Linked DNA regions of Anas platyrhynchos: region 1 is linked to region 2. The links are chromatin contacts, called in public Hi-C maps. All regions are on one chromosome and are shown on one strand. Each heading gives the region's core, a stretch centred on a gene start, on an enhancer-like site or on the middle of the called end of the contact. The rest is flanking DNA. Distances are from core to core; before and after follow the strand shown. Region 1 overlaps GALNTL6 (polypeptide N-acetylgalactosaminyltransferase like 6). Region 2 holds the start of GALNT7 (polypeptide N-acetylgalactosaminyltransferase 7).

Evidence for each region. Hi-C and Micro-C count contacts between places; a contact is called where the count stands out from the background.
Region 1: a contact with region 2 is called in a Hi-C map of subcutaneous adipose tissue, with 2.7 times the contacts expected there. The contact joins the enhancer-like site here to the promoter of GALNT7 in region 2. A contact is called at or near these places in 2 of 8 Hi-C or Micro-C datasets (skeletal muscle and subcutaneous adipose tissue).

Annotation. Positions count from the first base shown.
Region 1 is chr4:28,255,126-28,260,970 of IASCAAS_PekinDuck_T2T, reverse strand. It overlaps GALNTL6 (polypeptide N-acetylgalactosaminyltransferase like 6), which reads left to right. Exons shown (of 15, transcript XR_011809020.1): 10 at 1,093-1,209. Among named protein-coding and RNA genes, the nearest start is that of GALNT7, 42 kb to the right of the region's middle. Within about 2 kb of position 3,065, at least 1 of the 8 cell types and tissues checked has an H3K27ac peak or open chromatin away from gene starts, as enhancers often do. A contact at or near this core is called in subcutaneous adipose tissue, where this site is marked.
Region 2 is chr4:28,214,073-28,219,880 of IASCAAS_PekinDuck_T2T, reverse strand. It overlaps GALNT7 (polypeptide N-acetylgalactosaminyltransferase 7), which reads left to right and starts at 3,795. Exons shown (of 12, transcript XM_038178954.2): 1 at 3,795-4,134. The coding sequence starts at 4,015. It overlaps GALNTL6 (polypeptide N-acetylgalactosaminyltransferase like 6), which reads left to right. Exons shown (of 15, transcript XR_011809020.1): 15 at 1,666-3,297.

The DNA.
Region 1 (5,845 bases), core at 1,816-4,315, 42 kb before region 2:
CATGGAAAGTTACAGAAGCCACCTCAGCAGAATCTCCTTCAGCATCTATCTTTTCTTTTTTTTTTTAATGTGGACCAAATTTGTTGCAAGAATGTCAAATGTGCACCTGCTTTCTATGTATTATATATACCAAATCTGTGTGTAGTTCCATGTATGTGTGTAGGTTTTGGTTACTCTGTTTCTCTGTATCTCATTGAAGGAGAAAGTTGTTTAAGAAGTCCTCTTCACTGTGGAAGTTTCTGAAGGATTTTTAAACAGCTTAGCTGAGGTATTCAAGGACAAATATACATGTATTTGCAAAATAAATATAGCATTTTCCTCTTTTTAGTGGCAGTGGGCAGCCTGTTCCTTTTGAATAGTCCTCCAAAAATATCTCCATAATAGCAGGCGTACATAATGATATGACTAATAGTCACAGGTTAATTATTACTCAATTGTTTCAGTCTCAAAAATGAGATTTTTCCTTTTAAGAATAAGTTCCACTACAGATTGTTTGCAGAAGCATACAGGCAAGACAGCACAAAGAACCTCTGGGTAAGCATAGTAAGTTAAGTACTTTCTAATTTTATGCACTTTGAACACTAGTTCAAACCTTATCTACAATGGTATTATTGTGTAAAAATAAGAATACGCATTGGGAAAGGGTGTGCCTGAGTCTTCAAGAAATATTGCTCCGAAGTCTGTGAGAGAGTCATTCAGAAATCATTTCCTCTTAATGCAGTTGATCTCACTTGCTCCAGTAAGAGGGAAAAAGAAAAAAAGAAAAAAAAAAAAAAAAGAAAATGGACTCAACTTTGAACTTTCCACACTTCTCTCTCTTATTTTCTTTGCATGAGACTATTTCATACAGATCTACCTTTCGTTTGTTAAGCAGCGTATTTCAAACTTTGCTGCTTCCAAAGCTGTTCAAATAAAGAATAGGTCATTCCAGGAGCTGGTGCTCTATCCTGTAAAAAGTAAGACCCACCACATATATATAACTGAGTCTCAAGTCCCTCAGCTTCTAAGGTAGCTAAATTCCTAGCTCCTTAATGTTGGAAGCTCTGTTCTGCAACCTGGTTTAATGTAAGATGTCACTGCTTGGTTTTGCAGATTCGAAACGTGGCAGCCAATCTCTGTGTGGACAGTAAACATGGAGCCACGGGGACTGAGCTGAGGCTAGACATTTGTGTGAAGGATGGCTCAGAACGGACATGGTCACATGAACAGGTATTTTAACAGCTAAAAGACAAAAGCACTGTCAAATTGTTACATCTTTTTTCCAATTTCTGAAGGTTTCCTCTTTTTATTAAGACAAAACAAGGCGTAGAAATTATTTTTGACTGATTGCTGACCTTAGTAGTTTTTTAAAAAGTATGCTTTAACCTAACCTCAGAATTTTGTCGTCTGTGCTATATATTCTTCTGAATTTCCAACAGGAATTGTAATATCCAAAGAGCTTTGGGGTGCCCCATTCTACCTCATTGTGTCATGAAAACACTTTGATTTCAGTTCACTTACCTTAAAATATTTTAAATATACTACCTGGGCATGTAAAGATCTACTGGTTGTCTCCTTTTATACTTTCATCTCAATAAACAGTAAGTGGTCGTATGTTAAGTGAATAAGAAGTATAAGCGAGATAAATGGGGTGAAAGCCAGAAAGGGTTTCACATGGATAAGGGATTATAAAGACTCAAACATCCTTTTATCTGGGTAAGTTAGGAAGAAAAATATTACCTCCCAGGAGTATGGAGGAAAAGATCTCTCATTTGTACTCACCATGATTGTGAGTGCCATAGGAAAGAAATCATGACTCACTAGCTCTGGCCAACATGAGCAAAGAGAATCTGGACAAAAAATACAACCTGACCATTTATTAGCAATTCTAGTGAACATGTCTTCCACACAGCAAAGTCACGGATTAGAAAAAATCACCAATGCTGAAGAGAAAAATTGACTTGGCAGTCATACATGGCACTTCTAAAGATATTAAAAGCTCAAGAGAGAGGAGTTCTGAGGGATATTTGAAGTGCTAAGGTCAAAAAATCATTCTCTGAGGATACTGAGAAATGCAGGGGGAGGTGTGTTAGTGAATGAAGTTAAGAAGCTAAAGAATGATCACAATTTAGATAAGTGCCAACACAAGGGAAATGAGATTGCCGAAAGAAGGCTTCTTCATATAGCTAGCAAAGGTAAAGCACAGCAAAAGGGTGCTGAAGTAGATATATATATATATATATATATATTTATGAAAGACATCCAGTAATTCAAACAACTATTTAAAGGAATTTTTATGGTCCAGACCAGACCATCATTTTGACCTCTAGTTTTAAAATCTGCAAACATAAAGAGGTCCAAACTCTCACCAAGAATAGAGGGGGCCCACTGCCAGATATGAGGGAAAAGAGGGAAGAAAACTGGATGAAAAGTGGCTAAAAAGAAACAACAACAACAAAAAAATACCAGGGAAGCAGAAAAAAGGGAGTCTTGAAATATCATTTGAAGGTGAGTTCTGGTTCTGGTGAGGACACAAAGGGAGAATACCATCAGGAAGGACTCTGTGTTTCACTGCATTCCAGCACATCATGATGCTTGGAAACAAATTCAATGCAATAGTCCCCATTCTACACTAATAACAAAAAGTAACTTCATTAAGATAAATAGGGTTAAGTTAACACAGAACAAGTTCAACCAACCTCAAAGTGCTGAGCCAAAACTATGAAACCTCCCAAACTGCTTGACGTGTGCCTCGAGGGAATCATGAATTATTTCTGCGAGGCTGGAGTAGAACAGCACGTACCTCCTCGCCACAGAATAGCGTTCAAAACACTGCAAGGGAACATTTTTCTGAACAGCATGGTACAGTTGCATTGGACAAGGACTGCCAAAACCCAAGCCAAGCAATTTAATTCAATTTTCTGAACAGTTCAGTGACTTTTCTGGGTTGCTTAAGAGGGGCAGGAGCAGGATCACACAGCTGATTTTGTTCGTTTTTCTTACACATTTCTCCTTTTCCAAGAGCTACTGTTTAAAGTGTGTAATTCAGAAAACAAGCAGCAGAGGGCAGCTCCGCACAAGCTGAACGCAAACGGGCCCCAAGGAAGGTTAATGAATTAGCAGCGTTGGGTGCTTCTCGGTGATGACAACCAGAAAAGATGGAGCTTTTCAGCTCTGACAGAGAAGGGTGAAAATTAATGGCTTTAAGTTCCCCACACACCTGCCCCATCAAATAATAATAATAATATTTAACACTCAAAATAGTCTGTTTTCCTTTGCTAAAATGGGGATTGTTTGGATTTGTTTGTGGTGTGTTGTTTGTGTTTTTTTGTTGTTGTTGTTTTTGTCCCAGGAGACAGGACCACATTCAAAAGCTGTTGTTCCAACTGACAGGAGCGTAGGTGCCATTAGTTTATCTACCTGTCAATGTAATTCCAGAAATCATGAGAAATGTTGAAGAATCCCTAGAAGAAAATTAGGGTAACATAAATACAATTTCACTTTCTCCTAGAAAAAGTTCACTTCACTTTCTCCTCTATTTTCTAAAACTAGAAAATAGAACTTTTAGAATAAAGATGATTGGCATAATATCCATTACTGTATTACTAAGTAACTTTATTTGCATAATCTTATTACTTTTAATATCCTATTGGTTTCTTGATTAGTATAGAAACAAAATGAAACTGGTTGTACTCAAATATTCAGACTCCTGATACAAGACACGTTCACGTATCTGGTAGATTTCAAGGGTGAGTCTGTGCAAGGTACAGGTTTTCAAGATACCAGTTAAGAAAGAGAGGAAAGAATTACAGAATCTCATAAACTTTAAGATGAAGCAGACTAGATAGTAGACTTGGCTGAAACTCAGAATTTTTATCCTACAGAAAATGACAGTACATGCAGATTATCCAGAGGAGAATTTTTGGTTTTCTTGTAGAAAAGAAATTCTGAAAATACTTAATTTGGGAAGGTAAAAATGTTCTGGTGATGCAGAGCTTGATTTTTTTTCAGAAACAAGATAGCATCCTTTTCCCTCCTTTTCCAGAAGTTTTCCTCAGTGGAGAGACAGTATGCACTGATGTTAGCAGCCAATTTTCCACTGCTCTAGCCGTAGCTGATGCCTTTGTGTCTTGTAGCTCCTCAGGAACCCAGAGGGCAAAATCTCAATTTCCACCCTGGCAAGCAAAATCTGCCTTTGTGTTAGTGACAGGTGGTAGGGAGAAAAAAATCCCACAAAGGTATATTTTAGATTGGTGTATTTTGATGAAAATTTCTTGACTAGCTGTCCTTATTCAGTCCCAAAGACTACACAGTCAGAAATGTTACCTGCAGTAGATGTTATGATCACAGTCTAATGAAGCAGCTCCCAAGGAGAAAGAAGGTGATCTACTTGCACCCACAGTAAGCTGTGAAGATCAGCTTTGTTAAAGAGTGTTTGGGAAGAAATGCAAAAGAGCTCACCAGCCCTCAGATAGCTCCTCCTTATTGCTAGTACCTTCTTGAATTTGTTGCTTACAAGATTTCTATGTATGCCAGTAGACGCTAGCAGTATTAATAAAATTATCAAGCATTTTACTGTCATGTTTCAAGTAGAGTTGACTGACACTGAGCTGGTCTTGTAACTCGTGGTGTAAATTTACAGGGAGTTCTTTGAAAAATACATGATATGGCTGGTGTAGTGGATGTTAGTGCTGATGGTATCACTAGATAGAGTCACGACCCCATGTTCTCCTTGATTCAGCCCCTTAGCAGCCCCTTAGGAGACCTTCCACCCCAGAGCTATAAAAGCAAACAGCAGGCAAAAGCTTTGTGGATGTCTTGCACCTTTTCTGGTGAATAGGAGAAGAATCAGAAGTGAAGGTGATTGTTACTGAGGTTTCTAGAAACTTCCTCAGAATTAAAATACAGAGGGGAAGGAAAGGGGCGGGAGGGTGGCACATCTTGGCAATCTTCCAACTCTCTCTTCTCAGAACTGCTACCTGGTTTGAGGGAAAATGGGCCCAACCAAAGAGCAGCAAAGGATGTAGTGGCAGGAATTCTCTTTGTCCTCCAGGCTCGCCAGGGAGTGAGTGGACAAGCATCATCTCCAGCCCAACCCAGCCAGTAGCTGTGCAATCCACCCAGCTCTGTCTTCTAAGAGATAAAAACTCAAGTCAAAGTCTAGTTCACAAATATGACATTTTGTCCTTGTGCGGGGTGCGTGTTGTCTGCTTAAATCTTGTGCTATGGCCTGAGCACAACACTTGCTGACAGAGCCTGGCCAGGCAGCAAGCAACCAACGAATGTTGTCAAGTTGGAGAGCATTAATGGTTTCAAAAGGGCCTTTGTCCTGTAGACAGTCCCAAAACAGTGGCTGTGTCAGGCAATCATTTTTCAGGCCCAGTGCCAATTACAAATTAAGCTCTTCTTAAAAAACTAGAGAGATGGAAAGCAGTATTTTTCCAAGCTGTCCTGTGACTGGGCTAGGCCTCATCAAAAGCTAAAGCACACAGGCTGAGAAAATACTTGTTTGCAAACACAGAGGATGGGGCCTTGTTTTACAGGGTCTGTGGTAGGATAGGAGGTGGAGGAGGAGGGGGAAAGGAGCCAAAAGCAGAGAGAGTTTCTTGAACTTGACAGGGAGCAGCAGCCCTGGAAACTATGAGTGAAAAGACAGACTGCTATCTGTTTCTAATGTGTTTGGAAATCTCTTTGCAGTCTTGTTTCAAATATGGAAACGGATGGGAGTGAATGAAGGAGTACATAGGGTTCATCCGTTTCTCATGAAGTCAGGCTCAGCTGGCTCCTAACAGCTTGGGCCAAAGGAACAACATCCAAAGTGATGGATGGTGGCAGAGCAGAGTGTTATGTGCTCAGGACCACAGCT
Region 2 (5,808 bases), core at 2,546-5,045:
TTTAAGTGCCAATGGCCAGCTTGCCTTAGACACAAAGTAGCAATGCGTCAAACCTCAGCAGCTTTGTTCACGGACGACTGTTTACATGCAAGTAACTCTCCACGGTCAGGTTTGTAGTAGGGAAGCTGGAAAGGGACGGGAAAAGGGATTAAATGCAGCTAGAGTTCTCACTGGACCAGAGGCAGGAGACAGAGGAAACATGTTCAAGGACTATTGTTCCAGCTGACAGACTGCTTGCTCCTCATGTGTCATCATATGCAGCCATGCAAACACGCACTGTTGCTTTTGTCTCTGTCCAAAACAGGACAGAACAGCAGATGAAAGGACAGACAACTGACTGGTGCATAGGGCCCATCACCAATCCTTCCCAGATCTTTTCCGGGGTACTGTGCTTCTCCTGCCTGGCAACTTTTCTTTCCATCTACTCTTTTACCTCCCACAAGACTACTACAGATCCTGTCCATGTACAAGGTTTTTGCATTAATGAATTGAAGAGAAGTTTGGGATCCTGTGATGAAATGTGCACTAAGGTATAGATCATAATACTGATGAGTGCTTTGTAATACATAATTCATAATGTAAACATGCCAATACCCTTTAAAAGCCATGTTAAAAAGAAACCAGCCCTCTCGTGTTCAGGGCATTCAGCTTAGGAAAGCAAGCCACTGCCTATCTGCTGGCGTTTTCCAGCAATTTCTTCTCTAATCAAAGCATGACCAAGTTTGCTGTTACATTAAGCCTGGAGTATATCCTATCGTGAAATACCGCACTAAATGAAGTGTTGGTAGTTAATTCTGGAAACTTCTAAGGAAAATGAAATTGCTTGAGGTCTACAATCCATTGCAAATTTCAAAGCACTGTTAACAGACTCGTGAAAAAGCCTTGTGATCTACACTTGCTGCACTCAGCAGAAAGGGAAGTTGGTCTCGGAGCTGCAGGCTTGACAAAGGAGGACTGTGTTTGAAGAAAATCTGCAGATGAGCAAAATGGGGGGGTGTTGAAGCCTTTACAGCAGCTTGTTGTATTTTGGAGCTTTGCACTAGATGATTTTCATTTTGATAGGTACTAAAGTTTATAGGCATTTCCTTTGAAAGTCTGCATTAATGTTCAAGAGAGGCCTTTATTGTGGCTGAATATTCAGGACAACGCTTAACAGGCATATCCAAATACTGACACTTCCCCAGCGCAGGCGACTGCGTGAGGTTTTGACATTTGCCCGTGACCCTGCTGCAGACACCATCCCCCAAATCCCCAGCAATAAGGCAGCTGAATGGCTTAGGGGATTGGTAATCAGATCCTTCACCCCCAGGTCATCGAAGGTCCTGGTTTGGGAGCAGCAAGGGTGTGCACCGACTTAAATACTGCCGGGTATTTATTTGGAGGCATGTGCAGAAATGAACATATGATTTTGGCTCAGCAAACAGTAGACACGTCCACATATAGATCCAAACATTATGACAGTGCCTGTCTGCTGGAAACATTTGAATGACAGAGTATCAGGCTGACAGAAGTTGATTAAGCCCCTAATAACAGTCAGGATTGTTTCTTGTTTTAGTTTAAGCTAGATGCTTAAAGCACTGTGGTGTGTACAGTCCTTTGCAAATAAGAGAGGCGAAGTTTCATGTTTAACCTTCTTTCTCTCTCTTTTCCTCTCTCTCCTTCCAGGTCATAAAAGACTTTTTAAAGTGTTTCTGAATGTTACTGGAGACAATCCAAAGGCAACTTTAATTTGAATTCTCTATCTCAGCCGTATGAGTTTGGCAAGAGCAAAAATATGTTCTGCATATATTTTGGGGGACTTTACTCCACGGGAGGAATGAAGAGTGCAGAACCTGAGACTTCAACTCGTCCCTAATGAAGACAAATGCCTTCGGTGGGGTGGTGCCAGAAGATAACTGACAAGGTCAGCATTAGCCTGGGACGTCTGGAGTCGGGCTGGGCTACCGGCGCTCCTGGAGCAAGGGGACAGCAAAGGGAAGGGGGAGCCCCCTCGGGGAGCCCTGCCGGGGCCGAGCCGGCCCAGGGGCTGGCACCAGGGTCCCGTCCCCGGGCCCGCACTGCCTCCCAGCGGGCATCGGCTGCTCCTCCTCCGTGGGGAAGAGCTGCCGGCTGAGGAAGCCGCTGCCCTAGGGCAGCTGAAGGGGAATTGATTTATGGCCGGGTGCCAGGCTCTGCCGCACGCGGGGTCACCCTCCAGCGGGGAGCTCTGCGTGGTCTCGGATGTGCCCTTCATTCATGGGTATCGGCAGGATGTAAGCCTCCATTAAAAAAAAAAAATATATATATATATAATAGGTGGGCAACCTTACAAATGTGAAATCGTGTAGTATTGACCGGCATGCAGGCAGCCCTGTCCCTGTCACTCAGCTTTGACAAGCAGCAGCAGAGCGGCTTCCCAGGGCCGCAGCCAGCTCTATGCCACCCTCTGTGCAGCACTTAGAGCGATTTGTTTCTTCTTCTTGTGTGTGCACCAGCACAGCAGAACAGAAAGGGATCCCCAAAATGGAGGCTAAGCCAAGGGAGGCAGGCAATGCCACCTCTTGCTGCAGTTAAGGTCTCCTGAAGTTGGGGGCTTCCACCCCCCCCAGCCTCGTGCAGGTGCTGTTGTCATCCTAAAAACAGGCACTGGAGCCTTCATGTGGAGATGTCAGTGTGATCACTGCCATTGCAAATGGGGAGGGAGCTCGGGAAAACACCCCTGGGGACCTCTCCTCCAGCCCTCTGGAAGTCAGAGGGCCATGCAAACACCTGTAAGGGTTAGAGCTGTTGCCCATGCTGTAAGTGCTGCTTTCCCGTGCCTTGTACCCTTTAGTGTGGGGAAGGATCATGGGGTGCTATACAGCACTTGCATGGGTTATACGAATAAACAAAGACTTCTGTGTCTAGGTGTGTCAGCTACAAAGGTCACTCTGTTTCTTTTTTTTTCCTCCAAAGTGATCCTGTTCAAGGTGTAATATCCTGTTTTCTTTCTACAGCGCTTATCATTGAAAGTTAATGTTCAGGATTGCTGGATCTGATATCCTCACAGTGCACACAGGGAAAAAAAAAGGATGAAATATGTCAAAATAAGCGGATATTACTGAGCGTGTAGAAAAGGCAAAAGTGTTACATGGGGAGTATTGTCCTTACATCACTGTGCTTTGTGGAGGACTCAAATAATCAGGTTTTTGTGTGCGTGCAGGTGTGTGACAGCCCTTCAAAGGCGGAAACAGGATGCCTAACTTTTAATGCTGAAAATTAGTAATGAAATACATGCAAAGCTAGGGGCTGATAAGATCTCTGCAATCTCTTCCACAATCTGCTACCCCGAAGAAAAATGTGTTGACTTTACAGGCTTGTCCTGAACGTGCACCAGCGCCGTTCTGCCCCGGCTGCCTGCAGTAATTAATGGGGCCTGTGCTTGCCCAGCTGTACGTCCATCACTGTGCTCACACTGTGCTTGGATATTCACCAGCCAGTGCCCCATTGCATACCACGAAAAAAGAGAAGCGGGGGGGGATAAATCGAAAAATAACCCCCCCGTATACACATACAGCGGTCGGAGAGCTCTGGGGTCCCTTCCCCTTTCGTTTTGCGGGGGGGAAGCGGGGGCGCGGTGGAGCCCGGGGCTGCGGCAGGTGCAGCGGGGGCCTCCCCCCAGGCTGGGGGCTCGGTGCCGGTGCGGGGCTCGGTGCGGGGCGGCCACGTGGAACCGCGGCGCCCGCTGCCGCCGCCGCCCCTTCCTGCTCGCCTCGCCCCGGCGAGGAGGGAGGGAAGGAGGGAGGCAGGCAGCTAACGGGGAGGAGGGGAAAAGGAAAGCGAGGAGGAGGGAAAAAAAAGATTTAAAAAAAAAAAAAAAAAGAAAAAAAAAAAAAGAAAAAGAAGGGGGGAGGAAAAAAAAGTTTGTACGTGCAGCGGCGGGCGAGGAGCGGGGAGGCGGCGGGGCCGTGCCGAGCCGAGCCGTGCCGAGCCGGGCGGGGGGCGGAAGGCCGGCGGAGCGCGGCGGCGGGAGGCAGAGGGCGGGCGGGCGGGAGGATGCGGCTGAAGCTGGGCTTCCTGCTGCGCGCCGTGCTGCTGGCGGGCAGCTTCTTGGGGCTGCTGCTGCTCTGGTCCTCGCTGTCGCCCCGCGCCGAGGAACCGGCTCCCCCGGGACGGGTGAGTGCGCGGCGGCGGCGGCGCCGGGCGGGATGGGGGCGGCGGGCGGGATGCCGCGGGGCCAGCCCGGGGATAACGGGGGGCGGCCGCCGGGGCCGCGGCCTGCAGGCCCGACACGGGGAGCGGCGGGGACAGCCCCGGCCGGCCCCGCATCCGCACGGGAGGCGCTGCGCCGCGGCCCAACGCCGCCGGGAAGGGGGGCTCGGAGGGGGCCCGGGGGGCGCCGCGCTCCGGATGGGCCCCGCGCCACCGCCCGGAGGGTCCCCGCTCCGCCCCGTGTCGCCGGGGGCGGCCGGAGCTAGCCCGGGTCTCCGGGGCCGCGGCCCCTTCCCTGGACGGCGGTGCCCCGGGAGGGGGCTGCCCCCGAGCCCCGGTGTCTGGGAGCCCCGGGGTGCGCCGGGCCCCGGGGAGCTCTGCGCGAAGCGGGATCGTCGGCAGGGCTTGGAAAAGTCACAGCATCGCCTAGCGATGGGGGGAGAGGTCTTGCGCCCTGCTCGTACGCTCGGTCCTCTCCGGTGGGCTGTTTTGACTCATCGGCGAGGCGAGCGAGCTGGCATCATTCTCGCTTTTCAACACCGAAAATGACTTTGGGCTCCTTCGGCAGACGCTCTGTCTTCTGAAGCTCTCTCAGTCTGCTGTATCTTGGCAGTTACTGCTGAGATAATAGGCCGTGGTGGGTTTTTTCTTGAGATACACAGTTTATTAAGTGTTGGAGTTCCCGTAATCTGCTCTTCTCGGCACAACGCGGGCTTCTCTGTGTACGGAGAATTCTTCATAACTGTTGCTTCCATATCTCCCGGGAAAATGTCAAGAAATAAACATTTCACATCAAAAGCGGTTGAATTACTCATCCTGCGTAGGAAGGAGAAACAGACCTGCCAGTGGGCATCCTTGGGGCGAGCAGGATGAGCAGCATGGCCTTGCAGTGCCCGCCCTTAGGTGGCTGCCCCAGGAGCCCCTGCTGAGGTATTGCACTCCCAGCACAATGGGGATTTCTATGAGTGCTACACTGACTCAGGTTACCCCTTCCCACCAGCCTGAAGGATAGTTTTGAGCTGAAACCTTGTATCAAGCTCTGTTGACATGTCAGTTCCAATGTGGAAATCCCTTCTCACATGAATGTGTGGCGATAAATGAGTGGGAAGAGTTTTTGCAGCCTGTCCCTGACAAAGCAGTGCTCTGTCTTGATTACCTACGTCTGGGCTGGAGGAAGAAATATCTGTGATAGCCACCTCAGGAAATAATTCAGCCTTTGTTGGGAGCAAATATAATTTTCTTAAGTAAACACTGTCAAAGAGAAATCTAAACAGAACATGTGGTTCATTAGCGAGATCAGCCGTTTACTTATCACCATGCCGTGATATATGTGAGAGAGAACAACACATTTTATCGTCGTTTTCTAGGAAATGGTGGTGTCATTTCTAAACTGGCGTTTTGCTTTGGACTGCTTGTCTCCTGAGCAGCATCCCAGGTAACAGATTTTAGCGAAAAAGCAGTGTGTAAGCGGTGGCTGTGCCCACTGCTGGCTGTGCCTTGGCATGTTTTGGGGAAATGCCGGGACACCTCCAAGCCCACTGCTTGGTAGGAAAAGGCTGCCTGCCCCAGGACTCGGGGATGCTCCCTGTAGCACCTGGGGATGGGCTGTGCCTTGGTACAGTGCCTACTTTCTGCAGG